2 separate regions of the Gossypium hirsutum genome follow, and region 2 is linked to region 1. The links are chromatin contacts, called in public Hi-C maps. All regions are on one chromosome and are shown on one strand. The core of a region is the stretch at or near the end of the contact, and the rest is flanking DNA. Distances in the headings are between cores, read along the strand shown. Region 1 has its middle 12 kb from the start of LOC107922586. Region 2 holds the start of LOC107921071 (alpha-L-fucosidase 3).

The links. A called contact is a pair of places that touch in the nucleus more often than the background predicts.
Region 2: a Hi-C map of leaf shows a contact between it and region 1, with 4 times the contacts expected there. The contact joins the promoter of LOC107921071 here to the enhancer-like site in region 1. A contact is called at or near these places in 8 of 34 Hi-C or Micro-C datasets (hypocotyl and leaf).

Annotation. Positions count from the first base shown.
Region 1 is chrD01:52,041,951-52,044,650 of Gossypium_hirsutum_v2.1, forward strand. No RefSeq gene overlaps it. Among protein-coding and RNA genes, the nearest start is that of LOC107922586, 12 kb to the left of the region's middle. Within about 2 kb of position 1,296, at least 9 of the 9 cell types and tissues checked have an H3K27ac peak or open chromatin away from gene starts, as enhancers often do. A contact at or near this core is called in hypocotyl and leaf, where this site is marked.
Region 2 is chrD01:52,141,689-52,144,388 of Gossypium_hirsutum_v2.1, forward strand. It overlaps LOC107921071 (alpha-L-fucosidase 3), which reads right to left and starts at 1,270. Exons shown (of 5, transcript XM_016850923.2): 1 at 757-1,270. The coding sequence starts at 1,006.

The DNA of each region.
Region 1 (2,700 bases), core at 46-2,545:
ATATTTAAGTAAATTTTTTTATACTCAAATAAATTTTATTTTATTGAGTTTGAATTTTAACTTTGTGAGAATTATAATTGTAATATCTAATGATTGTAATTTGTGTCTAGAAGTTAAAATTTCTATTTCAGGATACATAGAGATTTTGACTTCTCCCTCTTTTGAAGTTTCAAATTTTTTCTTGTGTAAAGCTCCTTGAGTTAGTGTCAACTTCCTAAGCATCTAAGAGTTTGAGAATAATAGAAAAGATTATTCAGTTGAAAACTTGAAAATTTTGAATTTTGTTTGAGTTAATCAAAAAATTTAAACACTTTCCTATAACCTTTCGTAATTTGGATATACATCCTGAGCCGTGAAACACATGTACTAATTTTTATCAAATTTATTACTTTAGATATCGCCATAAAAATCATTTTCAATTTCTTTTAAAAAATTCTGCTACGTCAACTCTTATATGTTTTCTAAACACTTTTCTAACAGATAAAAGACAATACATAACAGGAAATATGTAGAAAGTGACACACATCCATTCATTACATCCCAATACACATGCAAAAATTTGTAATGACACAACTTTCGAAACCCATGAACCGACACCATCGTAAGAAGCATATAAAGCGTGTTATATCATCAAAGAGAAGACTTCAAAAAAAGACCCCTCAATTCTCTAGACATCTTTGTCTTTATCATTAAAACCCCTCTAAAAACTTTCCGCATATCTACTATGCGAACTGCCACAAGCCCTCTCCAATCTTCATCTTAACCTATTTCCATAAATAATGTTAGACATAACCTGTTTTTATAGTATTTGTTTAATTTTGATACATACAAAAAAAATCATTATAAATTTCTATTGAAGTTCTTCCTAATATCGTTATTTAATGACTTTCATGGTTGTCCAAATTAGATTTGAGATTTTATTGTTAAGCTTAGAACTTGAAAGAGAAATTATGAGTTGAAGACTTTTCAAATAGGTAGTGGATGAAGAACCAACTAAGTGTGTCTGTCGTCCAATCCACTTGGGCAACATAATTTTGAGTCATAGATGATTTTACATGTCATGTTATCCAATTAACAAAAAGGTAATGAGATGACTTTCGATGTTGCCCTATGTGTGGATCCTTCTTCAGAGTTTCAGTCCTCAAATTTGGGCAAGGTTCGGTAAAGGCCAGATTTCCCAAAATTCTAAAGTTGCTAAAATTTAAAATTTAAAATTTGTCATCTTGTTTATATGAAACCACCTACAAGGGTTACATGTTGGGCTATTAATCTCGGGAGACAAAACTAGAAACCAGAATATTGGGTATCTAAGCGGTAGACCAAGTCAAAAGGTTCATTTGAATAGCCCAAGTCAAAATTAGAATCAATGATTTAATATGTATTTTGATCTAATTGAAAATAATAATAAAAACCATAAAAGATGTATAATAAAAAATTAATTTGATGTCCTTTCATATTTAAAATAAGTTATCTTACTCGATGATACTTATCTTTTTATTTTACAAGCCCAATAAAAATATACATATGATACAATTTGAACCTAAGTTAATTGTATTAGTAAAAACTTAAATTCACCACTTGACCAAAGTTTTATTTTGATTGCTTTTATGCACATTTTATTATGTCCATCAATTGTGTTTTAAATGTGTAATTTTTACACATTCTTATGTGTAAAATTTTCTAATTTGAAATAGAATAAATATAATTATTTTAATAAAAATAAATAAAGAGTCTACTCCCCTAGCACGTTTAGGTCTGCCGCCGCTGGCACGTTTTTGTTTTTCTTTAATCGTTTGTGTTATGTTTTACCAATTGCCTTCTTTGCTTCTGATCTTTTTTCCTGAAATCTGAAAAAGGGGTGTTTGTGTTATTATGTTTATCAACCTGTAGCCATGGAGAATGAATTAGCACAATTATCGATTAATGAGGAAGAAGAAGAAATATTGCAGATTCAGGCAGATCCGGGTAATCAAAGTGGAGTGGGGGAGTTCCAGCTTGTGGGATGTTTCTTAACAGCAAGTGTTATTCATTTTCCACCATGAAAAGCACTATGGCAAATCTGTGGCACCCTGTTTATGGGGTCCAAATTAGAGATCTGGTGAAAAAAGGTATTTGTTCCAATTATGATCATAATATGGATATGGAAAGGGTTCTAAAAGGTCTACCATGGACTTTTAATAACCACTTGCCATCATTGAATAAGTTGGGGAGAGGCGAAGATCCATTAAAAGTGCCGCTAATATTTACTCCTTTCTGGGTTCTAATCCATGATGTCCCAATTGGATTATTCTCTAAAAAGCTAGCAATCCAACTGGGTAATTTTTTAGGTGTTTTCCTAGAATATGATACTTCAAATCTAGGAAAGGAAAATCGTAATTATATGAGGGTAAGAGTACAGATTGATGTTAGGAAGCCTCTGAAAAGGAAGAAGCAAGATTTGTGCAATGTGGTTAGGTCATATGTCAAGTTTAAGTATGAACGGTTATCGCTTTTTTGTTTCTACTGCGGAAGATTGGGGCATAATGATTCATTCTATGAGATAAAAATGATGACAAGGGCAGATACAGAAGAATTGGGCTGGGATTTATCATTGTGAGTGCAATCTCGAAGAGCCCTTTCAATGAATAGTATATGGCTACGAGAAGAGGAAGAAGGAAAAGGGAAGGGAAGATGGGGGGAGAATCGATCTGGAGAATCAAG
Region 2 (2,700 bases), core at 20-2,519, 100 kb after region 1:
AAAAAATGTATCAAGTTTAATCTAAATCGAATTCCATCCATTCCAATAATGGAGTTTGAAAGTAAAATCATGATTTTACTGAAAACTGAAAGTGACTGTATGGGTTGATTTGATTTTTGTTTTCTATTGACTTGGTTAAAAATCGTAACTTGTTGCCTTTTTTCTTTTATTCTTTTTTTTTTATTTGCTACAGGTAAGAATTTTGATTGGTTTGAAAGAAGGGTATGAAACTGGGGCATCCATCCAACTTTCACCTATATAAATATTAGATAATTTTAGATACCATTCTCTAATCATTTTTAGGTTATGCATATATTTGTATTATTATCTTAATAAGGAGTTTATATTGAATTTGTTTAGGCCGGAATGGATACATAATCTTAAAAACCATTCGCTAAATTCCAAATTCCACGTTTTACTCTCTCTTTTTTTCTCTCTTTTTTAGTGAAGTCAGAGTCAGAAGAAAAATTATTCTTAAAGATAACCTTTTCTTTCCGGGTCACGACAAAAAACAAAAGTTTACTTTGGCTTAGCGTCGGTGGATGCTGCCGGCGTTGTTGTGACTACTCTCAATCACCAATCAGTAAATTAATTTAACTTATTTATGGTAGTATACTAAAGATTAAAGTGAACTTATGGTGAAAAAAGTCTACATTTTGATTGCTATTATGATTAGAAATATTGGAAGATCCAGGGTTTGATGATATATATATAATATCAAAAAACATATAAACCAAAGGAAAAGAAAAGAAGTACCTAAGAAGTCGATGACAAGGCGGCCATCGCAGTAACGGCCAGCAGGGTGACCAAAGTAAGACATTCCATTAGGAGGAGGAGCTTGACCAAATGCAGCTGACAACCCTCCAGTGTCGGAGTTTGAGTCACCGAAGTTGAATATTGCCGGAAACTGGCACGGGCCTTTAGCAAGCACCAAGGATGAAGTAAGGTTCACTAAGAAGACACCAAATATAGCCACAACTATAATGGAAGATCCATCAAAAGCCATAAGTAGGAGTAGAAACTAAAGGCTTCAAAAGCAAGAGAGTCAGGGTTTTGCGACTCAGTGATGAAGACAATTGCCTGCCTATAAATTGTTTTTTTTTTTTTTTTAATTCTTCCAAAGCTTTCTTTAACTATGAAAATGTCTTTTAACACCTTTCGGGAATACAAAAATGGGTTAAAATTTAAAATTAAGCATATGCACTTTTCAGTAATTTCACTATTTCTTAAAAAGTAAAAAGGATAGAGTACAAAATTGGTAGGACTTACCAAATTTCTAAACAAATTGTTGGCTGAACTTATTAGCCTCTGGCTGGCAGAGTTAGATGGTCCTCAATACTCCACAATCCGCATGATCATCTTTCATCTTTGGGTAAATTATATTGGCGATCACCAAATTATTAGTATATTTTTATTTTAGTAGTTTAATTATAAAACCTTTCAATTTCATCATTATGTTAGAATTGTAAATAATATCTAATAAAAAAATTAGAATTGTAAACCAGGATCTATCATGTCAAATTATCAAGAATAAATCAAGAAAAAAATAGATGCGGAAGCGTACCTGAATTCATCGATTTCTTAAAATCTACGGATATTAGGGTTTTGATATTCCAAATTAGTATACAAGTAATCTAAAGAATGTGGCTCTCTCTTTTCTAAAGATGGGATATTAGAAAAGTTAGCTTATATATAATTTGAGGATCATAACCCTAATATTTATAACTTTGGCATATTAGCCCTAATTCCTAATTAGCCCATCATTAATTAGAATTTGATTAGAACTTAATTACTAGAGTATCTACACATATTTGACCTATACTTTATTTAATAATTAAAGCCCAATAAAACTTTAACCAAATTAGATCACTTTTAATTTTGGCTAGCCTATCATGATAGTAAATAATAACATGTAATTACCCTTATTATATATGTGATGCCATATTTTCCAACAATCTCCCACTTGGACCACACATATATATAATAATTACTTTATAGTTACATGTCATTATATAACCTTATGAGCTCAAAAATTTTACTATCATATCAAAAAGGTATTCCGAACAATCTCGTCCATCAATTATGTTAACATAGAACCAAGACGACTTTCGTTACATATATCGTAACTAAATCCATCCCTAATCACATATATTAACACAATCAAATGACATAGATCAAGTGTGGATGTGTAGCATAAAAATTACATGTAATATGATCTAAACATGTCTATTTCCAACTGGTCTTTCTTAAACCTTAGTGAGATCAAACCTTACCAAAATCAGAATGTGAATAAACCAAATAAACTTTATTTCTGCAAAAACTAAACTTAATATCCATAAACTGAAATAACTGAAAATGTGTTTATAACATAAAAGTATTTAAAAGTACAAACTCCCAGTAAAACCAAATATCCTTAAATGATATTACATCCATATGAGCAGTGTGCTCTTATAAAACCTTAGGTGTAGTCCCTTAGTAAGCAAATCCGCAATCTTGGAGTTTGTCCTAATATGCTTTATAGGCACCTAACCATTCTAAACTTTTACTTTAACAACCAGGAACTTAAAGTATATGTGTTTTGACTTTGATGTGCTCCTGTTTCTATTGGAATAAAAGACTGCAATTTTTTTTTCACAATTTGCACCTGAGTGACAAAATCTTGTATCCATATTTCATCAAAATTGGAGTTTATATACCTGA